Linked DNA regions of Hordeum vulgare: region 2 is linked to region 1. The links are chromatin contacts, called in public HiChIP or PLAC-seq maps. All regions are on one chromosome and are shown on one strand. The core of a region is the stretch at or near the end of the contact, and the rest is flanking DNA. Distances in the headings are between cores, read along the strand shown.

Evidence for each region. HiChIP or PLAC-seq counts read pairs in DNA pulled down with a chosen protein or histone mark.
Region 2: a contact with region 1 is called in an H3K4me3 HiChIP or PLAC-seq map of embryo, with 7 times the contacts expected there. The contact joins the promoter of LOC123404134 here to the promoter of LOC123401377 in region 1. A contact is called at or near these places in 1 of 6 Hi-C or Micro-C datasets (seedling) and 1 of 1 datasets of contacts at active chromatin or transcription factors (embryo).

The regions. Positions count from the first base shown.
Region 1 is chr6H:483,559,831-483,564,958 of MorexV3_pseudomolecules_assembly, reverse strand. LOC123401377 (KH domain-containing protein At5g56140-like) reads right to left here and starts at 2,336. Exons shown (of 7, transcript XM_045095165.1): 1 at 1,974-2,336; 2 at 1,366-1,451. The coding sequence starts at 2,083.
Region 2 is chr6H:483,864,420-483,869,319 of MorexV3_pseudomolecules_assembly, reverse strand. It overlaps LOC123404134 (enhancer of mRNA-decapping protein 4-like), which reads left to right and starts at 2,361. Exons shown (of 14, transcript XM_045098057.1): 1 at 2,361-3,215; 2 at 3,894-3,943; 3 at 4,160-4,316; 4 at 4,403-4,621. The coding sequence starts at 2,478.

The DNA of each region.
Region 1 (5,128 bases), core at 1,087-3,586:
GAAATAGATGCTGTCATGCATCCCTTAACCTTGACCTAAAACCCATGACACCAAAGTATCGGCACAATGGTTTTGTTATCCTCTTACCAGTCCAAGAGTTATTTAGAAGAGGAGGATGTATTACAAATCTTCAGAATGTAGTTCGACTTTGAACTAAATGCGAAGAATGATTAAAAACATCCCGCTTCTCAAACAGGACAATAATGTGAATTTGGGACGCCCTTATCAAAAGCATGGACCCATGGCAAACACTATGTTTGATTCTAATCCTCAATGCAGTCAAAATAGCACAAAAATTCAAAGATGAACCATAAATCACAAACTAAAACCCAATCCCATCATTGAACAATCCAGCAATGCTGTGTATGAACACAGTGACTAACAATATGAACTAATAAATTCACTTGTTTGTAGCAATTTTGGCTGCAGATATTACTTAACGAGGCAAATGTAATGGCCACTCACAGACTCAAAAGGTGTTAGAAGTAACAAGTTAATAACTCAGATGTATTGGCACCACCGCATGAATTTATCAATCATAGATATGCTGCCGACAACAGAAAATTGCACGGCTTCAAGCTCACTGATGATCCTGACACATTGGGACGCGATAGAAAATGAGGTACTATGCAAGTTAGTACTTTCAAAAAGCATGCCGCCATCAGGTTGCTGAATGAGACAGTCAATGTAGTCCAGCAAGCCTCAGCCAAGTTAGTGAAGCCATTCATCTAAGACTAAGCTACAATGAGATGGTCGTGGGACACCATGCTCATAAAGAAGATTAGGCATGTAGAGCTGTGGCTGAGTGCATGAATTCATGGAGATAAAGATTAAGAGTCTAAACAAAAGCAGATGATGAGTGGCGAGGTGGGGTAGTGGTAGGTAGGGTGGTGAAGACAAAAGATATTAAGAGTTCTAATCATTTGCCAAGGCAATACTCCAGTGTAGTGGTTAAACATAAACAAGCAGGGGGGAGCACCAGTGTAGTGGTTAGCTAAACAGCAATCATGAATGAAGCAGCAGCAAGGTAAAATAAAAGCATATTGTTACTCATTTTATAAAACAAACAGAAGCAACAACCACAGTAGAATAAAAGCATATCCCACCACACAATATGTACAAAGTAAATGCACACAACAAGAATGACTGATTTTGTGGCAAATCTAGCTCAGCTGCAGATGAAAACAACTTCCTTTGTAGGAAAAAGGCTAACCACCATAAGCAACAAATCAGAGGTACACGAAAGTCAAATATTCTCGCCATCACGACAGAATATTCCGAATCGTGTGGAAGAGGCAGCAACTGGACCAGCACGCAGATGCTATATCAGAATAACACAAATGGCATGATTACATGAGAGCTCACCTTGATTCAGCAAGCGGATGCTATGAGGGAGCACCGGGACAAACGGGTTCAGCTTGTGGCGCTCCGCGAGCAGTTCCGCAAGGTACCTGGTAGAAAAACAAAGGACCATTATTACTCATCATCTGCCACACTTATCGTACAGCACAGCCTAGTCAGCTTTAATTTGGTGAATAACCAGCAAATCCCCCCTGGATCAAGAGGTACAGAATCACAAGCCGATCAGCAAAGGGAACCCCGGCCGAGGTGAGCGGCTGGCATGTTTGATTCAAGCAGCGAAACCACGACAGGACGCAATGGTTGCCGCAAAGGGGAGATCTCGCGGCGGGGAATCAGATCCGATCCCCAAAAGGCCCTGTACCTCACCGGGCTAAATCAGATTCAAGCGGCGAGCGGAACCTTGGTGACAACCCAAACAACACCGAATCGGCGGCGGGAGGGCCCGAATCTGGCCTCCCCGGCGCGATCGGAGCCTCGCCTCGCCCAAAGTCAGCGACGGCGGCCACTCCAACAACACGCAACACATACCCTCTAGTCTAGTCTAGCCTAGCCTAGTCCGCTGCACACACGACGAGACGGGGAGCTGGGGGGAGGAGGAGGAGGGAGCTTACTTCTCCTGGTCGGCGACGGCGGCGGAGGAGGCGCGGAGGCCAGAGATGCGCGGGGAGTGCGGGGTGGTGGACGGGGAGGGCGAGTAGGCCATGTACCGTCCCGACGACATCTCTGCAGCAGCAGCAGCTCTCCAACCGGCGGCGTTAGCTGGGCTAGCTGGCTAGGGTTGCGGTGGCGGCCTGCTCGCCCAGCGCCTACACGCTCTCTCTCTCTATCGGGATGGCGGCGGCGGCGAGAGGAGGAAGAGGGGGAGGGGGAGGAGGCCGGGCGATGGGCTTATAAGGAAGCGAGGGAGGAAGGGGATGACGATGCGCCGCGCGACGCGGTAACTAGCGGAGCGGGTGAGTGAACAGTTCGGTGCGGACGCGGGGGAGGGGAGGGGAGGGGCCGCGGCGGCGCCCGGTCCTGATCTCCTCGCCTCTCCGGGTTCGGTTCGGTTCGGCGGCCGGTAAAAAAATGCCGGGAAAGTGGTGGGACGTTGGGGGAATTCCGGAGGGGCGAGTCGCTCGGCTCCGTGCGAGGGAGTCAACATGCAGCAGTGGTTGGTGAGGTTTTATCGGGATCGATCGATCGATCGATCGGGCCCGGTTGATTTCGTTTTACCTGCTGCTTCTAGAAGACTAGGCGAGCTGAATATCGGTATATGCGTTGTGTAGTAGTACTAGGTATCTAGTGTGAACATGGAGCGAGGTAGAGTGTGAAACTGAGGGAGCTGTCCGTGCTGCTGCCGCCAACAACGCTGTTTTAAGCTTAGGATTTTAGGTGACGTGATTAGAGGGACACTGTTTTGGGGCCTGCTATGGCCATCACGCGTGTTTTATGTCACGTTGTTCATCAGTTTTTTAAAATTGTTTTGGGGCCTGCTATGGCCATCACCCGTGTTTTATGTCACGTTGTTCATCGGTTTTTTAAAATTGAAATCGAATCGATCGTTGATTTCAAAAGGAAATCTGTTGGTATCATGTCATTAATCGGTGTTGAAAATTTTCTTGCATTTTCTTTCCATCTTTCAACTACTAGGGCATCACACTATGCATGTTGTCGGTGTTGTTGAGACTTGAGACCAACAACGCCGTTGAGGGACAACGTACTTGGTTGGAAGGGTGCGAGCGGTGTATCGAGATGATATGATAGACGTTTTACTTAGGTTCAAGCACTCAAGAGGATCGAGTACGACTCTGCTCTTGTCTCCGGCGGTTGTTTTGCTCAGGTAATCACTGACGATCGTAAAGGATGACCGAAGGACATCAGTTTTACGGATTACATGCTTTTATCCTTGCGGCAAAGAGAAATAACATAATGATAGATGAAAACCGTTGCATTATATATGATCTAAAATGTGTTAGATCTCCCGAGATGGTCCCTAGCTCGACTTATAAATCTGGTCAAGTTAGGGTTAGATGGCTCACGGTTGTATTTTTTTTATGGGCTTATGCCCTTTGGTTCTGTCGGACCATGTCGTACGTGTGTGGCTTCTTTCTTGCTTTCCCGTGACAGGGTCAGTCCTGAGCAGGTGCGTCCCGTGCGGCCGCACATGGCCCTCACTTGCCAAGGGACCCCACCTAGGTACATGGTACTATATACGAAGGCCTAGTTGCGTCTCGACAGCTTGACTTAAGTAATCACCAAAAAAAAGCCTGATCGAATAAGCACCCTTCAATTTTGCTGGAAATAAAGGAATCGACGAGTCACGCCTGTTCGTTCTTCTCGATGACTCCTCGTTCTCCTCTGCCTCCACGACTCCTCGTTCTTCACTTCTCCTCTGCCATAATAAAGCCGATAATGATGTGTTGCTCTCTTGTAGTAGATTATAGCCTTGTGGGCGGAATAATTAGAGGAGGAGATTATGATTTTTCTGATTTTGAACAATTTGCAACGTTTAGTACTTCCTATTCCTTTTCTATAAATTTCTTAGAACATCTGGCTATTTTTCATTCGATCTCCCCTGTCTTATTCGATTTGTTCCTGCCTGTCCACCATAGAAGAAAAGGAGGAGGGGGATTGGCGGCCGGCGTCAAGGAGGGGTTGAGGGGAGACTGAAGACGGTCCTGTTGCTAAATTGTATTGCTGTCGTTGCAAGATTATTGGTGGATTCGTTTGTGACAAGCCGCAGCCAGGGCAACTAGATCCAGGTGTTTTGTTTCCAACGTTCAATCTCATAGCTTTTGTAGTCTTTGTTTCTTGTGTTATGAGATATCATCTATAAAGTGTAAGTCTCGGCATGAGAAGAAACAAAAGAGAAAAGGAGAAAATGGATTTATAGAGTCCAAAAGGGACCATCAACAAATTTGTTAGGCCAAATAAAAGTTTTGCTAGTACTAATCAGGAACTAGCTCTAGTATATCCGGACAACCAAATAAACAATTAGATGAAAATAATAACAATGCTAATGATCATGAAAATATAGATAAGGGTGCTTTTGTGAGGGGGGTTCCATTTTTCTGTCTTTCACCGGGGCCTCAGATTGTCAAGGCCGGCCCTGCCTACCAAGTTGATAAGGTGCGTAGCTGGGCCGGAGTGGGCGACTGGGCACCTGATGAGGCCGCGTGTCGAGCCCCTTGTCCGAATGTCATGTCCTGATGTCATATTCTCGTTACACGTGTTCCTTACTATTACGGCGTCTTTGACTCACATGGTTGATATAATCATCAAATGTTTGATTTCACCTTAAGAAAACCGATTTTCTTGATACGTTTCATCCCTGCTTGACCCGAATTTCCCATCAGACCCGAATTTCTCGGCCCAAAACAAACCCCATCCCCGCCCGCCAAATAATCAACTCACTTCACTGGATAAGAATGAATGGCGGCGATCAACGTCGCCGTAGCGTGGCCATGTCGCTAGTTAGTTTCCTTGCTTTTGTTTACGTGCTACCGATAGCCGCGGAAATCATGCGTCGATAGGCTCGCGACAAGCCAGTCGGTACGCATGTGGCTTGCATCGGGGCGTACACTGCACAGTGTGATGAATGAAGCTTCTCCCCTCATGCATCTGCATATGCGTTTCCACCACCCACGGTCATTAAGAATAATTAACGCGGAACGTGTATCTTATGCCAGCACCCGACCTAGTTTCGCTAGTGAAGAAACTAGTATGAAATTGACAAAGCACCCGACATGTAAGGTGACGCTGGTCACCTAGGCTTCGTAGGCCG
Region 2 (4,900 bases), core at 1,112-3,611, 300 kb before region 1:
CTTTGAGGGGAAGGAGATAGGAGGAGAGCAGAATAGAAGCGGCAAGCTCAGGGTGAATGAATGGGGAAAGTGAGTGTGGTGGGACCCGCACCAACACTCCACAATATATAAAAGCATGGTTCAGGGACCAGATGCCAGGGTTCCTCGCGTTTGGGCCTAGGGAGGGGAAGAATGCAGATGCTTGCTCGGGGGGGGGGGGGGGCAGACGCCATGAGGCATGGCGTTTGGGCATCAGTGGGGGAACGCCATAGACCATGGCGTTTGGACCTCCGGGAGGGGAAGAAAACAGATGCTGGCTCAGGGGGCCAGACGCCACGAGGCCTGGCGTTTGGGTTGGGACCAGACGCCGTGGCCCCTGGCGTCTCACCCTTTGCCACGTCAGCCGGTCAACGAAAGGAGGGAATGGAGCGGGCCCGTGCCAGACGCCGGTGTGCCTGGCGTCTCCTTTGCAACCCAAACGCCACGGTGGATGGCGTCACGCAAAGAGGTTAGATTTGAACGTATTTTTAAACTAGGGTCGGATTTGCATTTTCTTTGTGCTTTAGGTTAGAACAATTTTTTTTGCCCTCTATGTGCACGCATAGGCAAATTATGTAACTGCAATGACGTACTTTTTTCGTTACTAAATATAAGATATTTTAAAGATTTTATTATGAACTATATACTATATACGGATGTATATAGACATATTTTAAAATGTAAATTCACTCATTTTACTTCGTATGTAGTCTATAGTAAAATCTCTAAAAGGTTTCATATTTAAGAACGGAGGGAGTATTTTGCAACTTTTAACATTAAACTGAACATGAGATGCAAGTTCCATCAATAGTATATGCAATGAAGTGAACAAATTATGTGACTGCAATGACGTATTTTACAACTTTTGGCACTAAACTTTTCATGCCTGCCACTGATATTACCTCAATAGTATATGCAGTGTACTCCCTCGGTTCTTAAATATAAGTTTTTTTAAGAGATTTCACTACGAACTACATACGAATGTATATAGACATATATTAGAGTGTAGATTCATTTATTTTGCTTTGTATGTACTCCCTCCGTTTCTAAATATAAGTCTTTAAAGAGGTTTCATTAATGAACTACATACGAATGTACTCCCTCCATTCCTAAATATAAGTTTTTTTAGGAGAGCGATGCTGCATCATGTGGCAGTGCCACTTGCGCTCGAGATGCATCAATCTATATGCATGCATGCACCGCCCGGAGCATGTGCAGCCGTACCATTCGCCCTCGAGCGCTGCTGCACGCCTGCATGCGGCCTCCTGCGGCAGGCCGTGCCGTTGCCGGCGCCCAGCCCATGCCAATCGTGCGGCTCCATTTCGCCTGTGCAGGCGTAGCCTCGATCTGCACCGTCGGATCCGATCTTGAAATAACTATAAACTAGCACCGCATTGACCTCTCGAAGCAAAATCCACTCGTGACATGTTTATTTTCCCTCTCGCATGGAAAGCATAAAAGAATCGGACGGTAGTATGAAGTAGTACTTGGAGAAAGGAGAAGGGGTTTGCGTTTCGCACCTCGTAGAAACCTGATATTCCACTGCCGCAGAGTAAGGACCGGGTCGATTGTTTGATTTATTAGGCACCATATATACCCTAAACTAATGTATAACGGAGCGAGAAGGGTCATTTAGACTTCATGCATTGGCTCGGGGAGTTGCTAGCGACAAATGCTCTGCATGCTTTGGTTTACAAAAATGGATCAATTTCCGATATACCCTGTATATATAACGGAGAAAAGAAGTGCAAAATATTAAGGGTCTGTTTAAGACTACTCTATTTCATAAAATTCAATTCTGCTCCATCAAATACACTTTGAAGCCCTATATAGAAGTTGTAACTATTTTAAAAAGAGTGTTTGGCTTTTATTCAGCTCCAGCTTTAAAAATAAAAAATTTGATAGAGAGGATATATCCGATTGGATGAATGGGGAGAAAAAAAAACATCCACTTACTGGTTGCAGTGATGGGTAATTTCCTGTCGACTTCAACTTTCATATTTTTTTGAAGCACCTCCTAAAGAGGTTCATAAAAAACATGAAGTTGTATCTCAGATTATAGTTTTTTCAAAACGGCAAACAATAAAGCTATCACGTTTGGCTTATGTTTTTAAAAGCAGAGCTGAATTTTAAGGACGAAATGGTCCCAAACAGGCCCTAAGGCACATGCCCTATATATTTTTAGGGTTAAGCTGCCCTATATCTGGGGTAGAGAGCATTTTTATTTTTTTATATAGAAGTAAAGTCAAACAGAAGGAAAAACTGACGGCACTGCAACATTTGAGTTCTCAAAGATCCTCGTCAAAATAAAGCGAAACAGCGAGGGCGCAAAGGCGAGAGAAAACAATCGCCGCCTCCCACCTCGACCTGCACTTCTGGTCTTCCGCTCCGCCGCACCTCCGACCCATCCCCTCTCTCACCCCCACTTCCCCCCCAGATCTACTCCACTGCCGCCTCCAATGGCGTCTCCAGCCGGAAACCCTAACCCGAACCCCGGCAACCCCAATCCCCCCTTCGAGATGGCCATGCTCTTCAGGCCGCCTCCCAACCCCGCGCCGACGGCCGCGCCCATGTTCCCCGGCGCCGCCGGCCCGCCGCCGCCCTCCGGCCCTTACTCCTACCCCCCGGCCACCCCTCCCTTCCACCTCCGCCCCTACCTCCACTACCCGCAGGATCCCCAGCCCCCCATGCCCCGCCCGGTCATCCCCTTCCCCATGCCGAACCCGAACGCGAACCCCAACCCGAGCGCTAACCCCATGGCCGCCGCGGGCGCCAACCCGGGCGCCCGCCTCATGCAGCTGCTCGGCAGCTCCGGCTCGGGCCACCTCGAGTCCGCGGTATCTATGCCCCCGCCGTCGTCCGAGTTCGCCGCCGCGCAGCCGTCGCCGCTCCCGGCGATGCCATCCGCGCCGCCGGCGAGGATGCTCAGCAGCACCAGCAGCAAGGTGCCGAGAGGGCGGCTTCTGGGTGGCGGGGACAAGGCGGTGCACAACGTTGACTCGAGGCTGCCTGGGGAGGCGCAGCCTCCACAGCTGGAGGTGACGCCGATCACCAAGTACACGTCAGACCCAGGTCTTGTGCTGGGCAGGCAGATCGCTGTGAACCGGACGTACATCGTGTATGGGCTCAAGCTGGGGAACATCCGTGTGCTAAACATCAACACCGCGCTTCGCTCACTGCTCCGTGGCCATACACAGGTATATATTTTAGTCCAGCGAGATTAGTTATCGGTTAGTTCTGTGTAGAAATGCTCATTGAGAAATTGAATCGCTGGGTAGTGGGTGTTAATGATGCATGACGCCTTCAGCAGTGGGGAGGGATCTGAAAATTTCGACGTGTAAATACTGCATTGCCCATACGATAGAATAACATACCTTATACATTTTCCAGTGCAGTCATTTTTCAGATATTTTGTTATCAACTCATTCAGTTGCATGCTATTTTTAAAACAACATCCGATACATTGTTATTCGTATTTGATGCCATGGCGGGGTTGGTGAATTAACTATGTAATACTGTAATAGATATGTTAATTCTGGTATTATGCTTCTTAGATCGTTAAGAAAGCTGAATGGGCTTATTTCAGTGAATTTGAACATTCTACTCATGAAATAACCACTACCCACTAGGCTGTTACTGTGTGGTTGTTTGCTTGTGTGCTCATATTCAGCTATTTTAATTTACAAAATAGTCTATGTAAAACTGTCCTGCAATTTAAATGCTCAAGGAAGTGACTGAGGATTTCTGATGTCAATATTTGTTAATATCTTTAGATGATAACTGGTTATTCACTCCTTACTTTCATGTGGGTATGAATTTTACCAAGTATATGAAAGTGCATCTGTTTCTTATGACTTGTGTTCTTTCTTCTTTAGAGGGTCACGGATATGGCTTTCTTCGCTGAGGACGTCCATCGTTTAGCAAGGTACTGTGTACTGAACAATAACACAGCATGAATTTGTTCACCCAGTTGGCAGCAGAACAAAAAGTTATCTTCACTCTCCTTTGGAGGTCACATATTTAACATTTGTTCTGGGGCCATGCCTCTTTATTATTTACAATATATCAAACATCTAATCGTTATCCGTATTCTTTATTATTGCGTGGGTCATATATGCTAACTTGCTCTGTTCTTCTGCAGCGCAAGTGTGGATGGACGGATATACGTGTGGAGGATTGATGAGGGGCCCGATGCAGAAAATAAGCCACAAATTACAGGAAAGATAGAAGTTGCCATACAAATTGTAGGTGATGCCGAAGCTTACCATCCAAGAATATGTTGGCACTCTCATAAGCAAGTAAGGCATCATTTATATAACATTTGCCACCTCCAAGTTCATTTTGCATCTCAACTTACTAATGGAGTTGCGTGTTTCTCGTACAGGAACTTCTGTTTGTTGGAATCAGAAACTGCGTCTTAAGAATAGATACAACTAAAGTGGGCAGGGGAAGAGACTTTACCGCTGAAGAACCTATCAAATGTCATCTTGATGATCTTATTGACGGTGTACGTTTGGTTGGTAGGCATGATGGTGATGTGACAGATTTGTCTATATCTCAGTGGATGACTACCCGACTGGCTTCAGGATCAAATGATGGCACGGTTTGTATCAAATACCCGCCTGTTTATTGTGAATTTTTGAATTCTGGGAAATTGAGAGAAGTATTTTCTGAATGTGGTATTCTTGAATATGCCATTAGATTCTAGTTCTTCTGAGCAAAATGGAACCTTGTTTCCTCTTCCATTTCACTGAATAAATCATATAAACAACCATTGAATAAATCATTAAACTGTGACTGAACTTTCCATCTATAGGCTTGCAGGGTTAATTATTTTATTCTGGTATGCAGAGTATTTTTTTTCTTAAAATTTTGGTATCTT